Linked DNA regions of Rattus norvegicus: region 2 is linked to region 1. The links are chromatin contacts, called in public Hi-C maps. All regions are on one chromosome and are shown on one strand. The core of a region is the stretch at or near the end of the contact, and the rest is flanking DNA. Distances in the headings are between cores, read along the strand shown. Region 1 has its middle 250 kb from the start of Fign. Region 2 holds the start of Fign (fidgetin, microtubule severing factor).

Region 1 (3,970 bases), core at 512-3,011:
AGTATTTCCCATGATAACAATCGACTTAACATTCTCCAATGACATTAGGGATTGTTAGCAATGCCTGAAGATCCAGGTGACTCCAGCTCAGTGCAGGTGGCACATTTGAGTGTTGGCATGGCGGGAGTCAGTGACAATACATCTTTGTCTTTTAGACCTCAGTAGAACCATGCTGACTTTAGCCATGGGAAAGGCAGTGGAAGGCAGGGAATATGACTTTCCAGCTGTGCTTCTGTAACACAGATATTTACAGTTGAGGGAACTAATCCTCTTTGGCTTTTCTCCCCCTGTAAGGAAAACAATAACTGTGCCTAATACAGAAGCCCAGATATGGTCATGGTGGAGTGCTACATCTATTTGCTTTGGCCTACGTTAATGCAAAATGCTAGTGAGTAAAAGAAGCATGCTGAGGCTTTCCTAATAATTATTTCCATATACATTCCTCTTTATTATTATCAGATCCCCAAGTAGACTCCCTGATTAGTATGACTCATGAATGTTACTTGTTTAATATCTCCAAATGCCATTCTGTCTTTAAGATTCTGAAAATAGTTTTCTGAACCTTTGGGGCACCCGTACCTGTTAACTCGGTTTGCCAAATAAGGAGTTGCAGAGGCAGGAGATAGGAATCCTTCTGTCTGACTGCACCCTGGAGGCTCGTAGATGTGCCTGCACACTTCTTTAAACCAAGGCTTCGATGGAGTATCCGCCTTCGTTGCCCACAATCTGTATGGTGCTTTCTTCCTTTATTCTCACATTTGCCTTGAACTCTGTTAAAGTGAAGCTCATATAGCTGCCTCTGAAAGGTATCTAGCTGCCACATCAAGTGTGATGAGTTAGGATAAGTTTTGTGTAAGAACATTATGGGAATGTCATGGTGACTTCTGAACTCTTATGTAGATTGTGAATTTAGATAACATCTTTCTTGTAAACAGAGTTTTTACTTTAATGTTTCCTTTTTTTAACTCGATATTTTTTATTTACATGTCAAATGTTATTCCCTTTCCCAGTTTCCCATCCCTAAGCCTCCTATCTCCTCCCCCTCCCCCTCCCTTTGCACTTTTCATAGTATACTCTCAAGGCACACAAGTGTGCATTTGCTGTTCATTACATGTTACAAGTCTGAGGCAAAGGACTGTGAAACATAAGGAATGCGAAGGAGACACCCAACAATTCACCTGTACATAGACTCATGCTGGCCGCTGCATGTTGGAGAAAGGAATTCTAGAGATGAGTTTCAAACAGCATATGTCTCTAGAAACAGTTGGCAGTAAAATAACGATGGGCATATTACAGACTCCAAAGAGGTCAGTCAAGAAACAGGAAAGATGAACACAAAGAAATGAGGCTAAAATCTACCTTCCTAGAAGTACTTGCGGGAGAGGCCAGGAAATAGGTTGGCAGTGGCCTGAAGTAGAATGTGTTGTGTAGTGAATGACGCCATGTAGCAAAAGAAGTTCCTTTGAATGGACATGAACAAGGAGGAAATTAGTTAGAGGGAGATGGGGTGGGGATGAGAGACAAAGTTGAAATTTTGGCCCAAAGGTGTTCTGGTGTGCTTTCTTGCAGAAATCAGTTATCAGTTACTAACTGTTCTCTTGTGTATGATGAACATGGGCTAGTAAGATGAAGAGAGTGTTTACAGACATCAATAGCATTGATTAAAAAGTAAAAGTTCTGTCAAACACTAGTTTGATCTTCGTCACGGCAAACAGCCTGTTTGATGTTTTTATTGAATCAATTGATCTTTCTCCACTGGATTGATTTGTTATTTCACTGTCTGGACTGTGGACACTTCCTAAATCAACATGGGCCTCTGACGAGATGTTTATGAAAACTTCTGACTTCATGAACATTTCGCAAATTTTAATGGAGCCATATGAAATACTAATTGCATTGGATAAACAGAGTCAGTGCTTCAGTGAAGGGTAGGAATTTTGCGTTGTTGTTGTTTTGTGTTTCTTAAAACTGACCTTGTATTTCTAGAGCACTTTAATTTATAGACTGATAAGCATTCCTTTTTCCTTATCTGGTTTGAGTATGTACTTTGAATGTTGACCCGGTGGTTAGATAATCCAAACCAATAGACAGAAATTGATTTCTATAGATTTTTGAAATTGGGGCTACAGAAGCTCAACCCACACCATAGCATCTTTTCAAGTTCCAAACTTAGACTTTATTCATCCTTGCCTGCCTCTAAAATCAACCATTAAACTTACTGTTCATCTCTGTTAAAATTTCTAGGTGCCCACACTGTTAATACTAAACATTTCGCTTCCCCCAACACTATCCGATTTACGGGCACGTCTTTGTTTTAACAGAAAAGTTAAGGCAAGAAGTCAAAGTCCACTGTATTTCATCTGTGGGAATGACACACGTGATACAGATGGTGAAAGGAGGAGGCATCTTCAGTGTTCATTACTGACCTAGATTTATTGCAAAATGTTACAGTCGATCTCACTGAAACAGGATTAATACTGACTGAACAGTACGTATGACTGCCTCCTTGGAAGACTGTAGTGAGATTCACCTATTGAGGCGACAACTACAAGATCACTAACTCATCAACTTTCAGCACACACTGGGCTGTTCCTTCATCCAAATCTGTCTAATAAAGAGATTTTTTTGTAGCCTTACTCTCAGGTACTATATCAGGAATATTGCCATTAAATCACTTACTTAATTAATTCATTCATTCATCAACTCATTTATTCCCTCAGCTGTCCTTCTAAGAACTTTACATTTACTTCTCGAACTATTTATCTCAACATTTTTTTCTTCCCCTTAACTGATCTTAAGATGCTACTTTCCTTTCTGTGTTTCTTTCTTTGTTGTATGACATAATGTCTGAAGAAAACAACTTACAGGAGACAAGAATGGTATTGGGTCATAGCTTCATGGGGTTCATTTCAGTGCTTTTGATGCCACTGAGTCTGAACCTGTATAGGCAGAACATGATAGTGTCAGGAACGTTGGGCTAAACTATCACCTTCGTCCGTCTAGGTATGCAGTGTATTCCCATATCCTGTAGTATCAAGTCCATTGCCACAATCATCTCCCATTAGCTAGCCCTCTCTAGAAATTTGTTCACAGACACACTTTGACATGCAATTTACTGAACTCTAGTTGCTTCCATGCCCATGCTGACTGGACTAAAAATCACGTTACTAAACAGGAAGTGCTATTTCCTGTCACATTCTGATAACTTCCAGGTGCTTCTATACTTGTATAATTGTCACCTCCTCAACAAACAAACCAACAGATGACAAACAAAACCAAGAAAAAAACTATCCAATTTTTGCTACCATTTTCTGTCCAGTCTACATAAGCATACCTATAAATTATTGTTTCTTCTGAGTCTGTATTGATCTTGAGTCCCTATCCTCACCATTTACAAACATTTTAATCTCCCCAAACAACAGCTGCAGGACTAACAGATGGGACAGACCAGTGTCCTTCTCTTACTGTCAATTTCTGTCTAAGAAGATTTTTTTCCTTCCCAGTAACTATTCCTTCTCTATCGTCAACCTCTTCTGGCTCTAATATAACCAAAGGTCATTAATATCTTTCTTCTTATTATTATTAAGTACAACAGGGTGTTATCAGTGTAATTTGTGACATCCCTGCATCATTGAACACTTCCTATACTTCTTGGATGATTTTCTATATATTTCTGTGTCCACTCAGAGAATCTCTGCATCTTTATAGCCCTACGTTTTGGCATCAAGAAAGAATTAAAAGAGCTTGAATATCTATTCTAATCCTATTGGTTTCTTCTAGTAAAAAGCTATGCGTTCGATATACTTTTCAATTTCTTTAACCACAATCTCATTACAAAATAGGGGTATTAATACCTACTGTATAAAATACTTAAGAAACAAATGAGAATATGTAGTACTCGTTGGGACCCCAGTAAGTGACAGTCCTGACCCTGGTTTGAATAGTATGCAAAACTGTCTGTTCAGTTACT
Region 2 (3,970 bases), core at 932-3,431, 250 kb before region 1:
TGAAGGTTGATTAGCTCTCCTGTCTGATTTTTTTTTCACCGACAAGGACGCGCCTGCCTCGCACAGGACTTCTACATGTGTGCAGGACTCTTCTGCCTGCCACATCATAAATGGGTAATCAACGAAATTAAAAGAGATTTGAAGATTTAAAAAGTCATCCACACATTCTCTCACAGCAAGTCACAGACTGTTTCCTACAGTTATCTCTTTGAGGTAAAACCCAATGGACAACTTTTCTTAGTATTGGTTTAAAAGCTGTCTTCTGACAGGGTCTTCAGTGTTCTCTGTTGCCTCAGAATAAAGTTCTTCTTCTTCATTTCCAATCCCAGTTGAAAATAAACCCAGAAGGTCAAAAATCTATTCCAAATAGAAATCTAATTCCTAACAAATATTATTTTTTGGCATCCCATTCTCTCTCTTTTTAATTGTCATCTGCCCTGATTTGACCATTAAATTTATTGTGATAAGTGCATCTATTGAGAGGCAAGAAAATTTCAAACGAAGAATGAAATGAATTACTAAGTATACGTAAGCTCTCTTTTATGAGAGCTGCAGTTTCGTCTGTTAAAGCCCCAGCCGAGAAGCTAGCAGACATTCGGACAGTGAGGAAGAGCATTCTTCCAAAACAAGTGTATTTTCTGCTCCAACCTTCAAAGTAACGTTTTCAGCTAGATGGCCTCATGGTCGATTATAAAATTTGCCTCTTGCATTCTCAGCTTAGTTGAAATATAGAGGACTGGACGTCCACCAGGCCAAAGTATAAACTCACCATTTATCTATTAAAGTCTTATTTAATGAAAATGAAGAGAAATATTGGCAAACTCTCTCTTTCTCTCATTACAATTCCTTAAGAACTTTGCCGGGCACATTATCTCGTAGACATCATGATCAAATGTTATTGTTTGCTTTATTATCCCAGTTGGATGGTTGGCTAGTCTAGGATGAAATACGTTGAAGGCAATCCTCTCAGCCCACAAGTCTGAATGAGGTTCCCATTCAAATGATCCTGATTGTTTGGGGGTGGGGCGGGGTGATTAGTAAACCAACTGAGCTTACACTGCATAGTAAGCGTCTGGATGCCGCACATTTACATCTAACAAGAGACCCCAGAAAACGTGTGTGTGTTTCTTAAACCTTATGTTGCGAACAAAAGGCTATCTCAGCCACAGACAATCAGCACGGCACTGCTCCCTGGGATGCGAGCCACACACTCAACTGCACATTTCATTCTTCCTCAGCTCCCAGCACCACAAAGCCCCGACTCTCTTCCTTCTCCTGGGTCCCCAGATTGCTCCATAGCGGGGGGCTGGGAAAGCTGAAGCCCCAGGTCTCTGCCTGCGCACCAGCAGCCCTCACCGAGGGCCCCCAGGCGCTGCTCTCCCCTGCCGGAGCCGCCTGGGGGAGGTAGGGAGGGGAGCCGGGGGAGCTCGAGAGGGGACCGCACACCTAGACACTTAGGGTTTTTATTTATTCCCGGGGAGGCGGCGGCGGCGAAGTGGGTTCAAGCTGATCAGCCTCCCCAACTTGCCTTTCCCTAGCAGATAAAGTCATTTTCTGACTGGTGCGGGGGGCCGCGGGGACCGGGGACGTCCCGGCTCCACGTCCAGGTCCCCGTCCCGTGCGCGCGGCGGCAGGGAGGGCTGGCCGGGCTACGGTGGTGACCGGAGGGCCGGGGAGGGGCCCTGAGAGACGCGCGATCGCTCGTGGACAGCCGGGCTCGCTTCCCCCGGGGGCGTCGCTCCCCGCGCGCGGGCTGGGCCGGGCTCCGCGTCCCCGCGCGCCGGCATGACCTCGGGGCCCCCTCCGGGCCGCGGGAGCGCGGTTGTGAGGCTGGGCGGCCGCCGAGGCCCGGGCCGTGTAACATGACCCGGCGGCCGGCCATTGCGCCCTCCCAGTCCGCCCGCGGCCGGGCGCCGCTCGCCGCCTCCCGCCTCCGCTCCCCCTGCAGCCCCGGCCCGCGCCGCCGCTCCCTCCCGGGGCTCCCGGCCCGCCGCGCTCCAACGCCCGCCTCTCGCCACTGCCTCCCGACGCCCGGCCGCGCGGCCGCCTGCGTCTCTTTCTCCCTCTCTCCTTTGAAAACTGATCTTTGGCTCTTAGTGTGAAAGTGATTTGAATTTGGCTCGGCGGCGCTCTGCGCCTGCGCTCAGCCTCTGGCATGCTGGCTCCTTCCAAGCAGCTGTTTTGGGTTTGAAATTCCAACATGGCAGAGGCTGCAGTCCGTCTTCCCTTCAAAAACTTGGAATGATTTCAAATCATAGGCACCTTCACTTAACCCTAGCTTCCATTCATCAGCAAACACATCGGATCGATGCTACGCTAACCTATCGGGAGCTCGCTCTGCGCGTCCAGGTAAGGAGAGCTTCGTAGTTTTTTACCATCTGTTTAAATTTTTTTGTTTTTGTTTTATTTTTAAAGAATATAGATAAATCCAAGACCTGTAGTGAGAAGAGGTCTCTGAGTTGTGCCGTAAACAGTAAATTTAATTTGCATTCATTTCTATTCTGTACGCCAACCTGCTGTCTAATTTCTCCGTACAAAGTAGCCCTGAAACATTATGATGCATATTTCTGCAGCTTAATCATTGTAACAATAGTAAGGGATTAAGAGTTCGTGACTGCAAGAATCTCGCTTTTCGCGATGTTGGGCTTACTCACTACTATCTTTTTACCTCAAAAAAATAAAAAATAAGAAAGCGGAGCCATAGGGTGGGGCTAGACTTTCTTCGGGAACTAACTTCTAAGTAAATAAGAAGTGTAAATAAGAATCTTGCACACACACAAAAAGTTGAGGTTAAATTACAATCTCGTGGCTGGGGGATCGAGAAAAATGTCAGAGGATCGGTTGCAGAAAACTGTAAGCACATCATGCGGGAGGGGGTACAGCGTGGTGGGCGTATTGTTGGCAAGGAACGGGAGAGAAAGATGTATAATTTAATGGTATATACAATCCACTGATCCTATTACCGTCCTCCCCGGAGCTCTTGTTAGTTTCAATGGGAGTGAGTGAAATTGACATGGACTTGCATTCCTGGTCATGTGCTTTTTTTTCCTTTCTTTCTTCTCCTGTGATCTGAGATCCCCTTTTTGTTGATGTTGCTTTCCCCCTTAATTATATGCATGTAGGTTAAATGAGTACCTGACGAAAGGGCCCACGTTTCAAGGCAGTGACATTTGATAGCTGAGAGGAAAAGTGGCTTTAATGAAAAGCAACCTTTGGAATTCCTGCTTGTGAGAAATCCAATTCAGCTTTTTGTGCTACCAGCAAGAAATGATCAGTAGCACCAGTGTTTATGGTATGTCAGTTTTGGAATTTCCTTCCTTTGCATTTAAATAGGGAAGACAAATTAAATAGCATGATAAAAACCATTGGAGACTGCTTGGGAACCAGATGCTCGTGATGTCCAATTCTTTTTAAACATGTCGATATCTGTTTATTTTAATCTGTCACTATGCTTTTTTTCCCCGTATTTTCTTTCACTTGTTTATGCATTTCAGTTTTATTAATAGATTACTTGAGGACACTTTCATTGGTTTTAGTTCGAATCTTGAAGTTGCATGTTTCTATTAATGCTCTCGACAGGGTGAAGTCAAATGGTATGTAAATTAGTTAAACTCAGGGTGGGATTTTTTTGTTGTTGTTGTTTTGGGTGGGGGGCAGCCCAATGGAGAGGGTGGGAGTGTGGGGGTAAAGACTGCCACGTAATGAAAGTATTTCTACATATATACGTATATATGTGCACACACAGGACTGGATGGAATTTTCTTTTTCCTTTTTTCCCCCCTCAACCTTTTAATGGAATTTGACTGTTTGCTCCCTTGATTGCACTTTATGGAGTAATCGGTTCTTCTGTGTGGATTTTCTGCCATTTGGGTGAGTGGGTGAAGGCATATCTTTTCCATGAAAGTAAGATGTGTGTGTATATATTTTTCCATCACTCCAGTCTTTAACATCTTGTAAGAAACACTGGGAG

Evidence for each region. A called contact is a pair of places that touch in the nucleus more often than the background predicts.
Region 2: a contact with region 1 is called in a Hi-C map of liver, with 3 times the contacts expected there. The contact joins the promoter of Fign here to the enhancer-like site in region 1. A contact is called at or near these places in 1 of 12 Hi-C or Micro-C datasets (liver) and 1 of 1 datasets of contacts at active chromatin or transcription factors (oligodendrocytes).

What each region holds. Positions count from the first base shown.
Region 1 is chr3:68,920,437-68,924,406 of GRCr8, reverse strand. No RefSeq gene overlaps it. Among named protein-coding and RNA genes, the nearest start is that of Fign, 250 kb to the left of the region's middle. Within about 2 kb of position 1,761, at least 2 of the 93 cell types and tissues checked have an H3K27ac peak or open chromatin away from gene starts, as enhancers often do. A contact at or near this core is called in liver, where this site is marked.
Region 2 is chr3:69,167,319-69,171,288 of GRCr8, reverse strand. It overlaps Fign (fidgetin, microtubule severing factor), which reads left to right and starts at 2,181. Exons shown (of 3, transcript NM_001106484.1): 1 at 2,181-2,349; 2 at 3,123-3,292. The coding sequence starts at 3,268.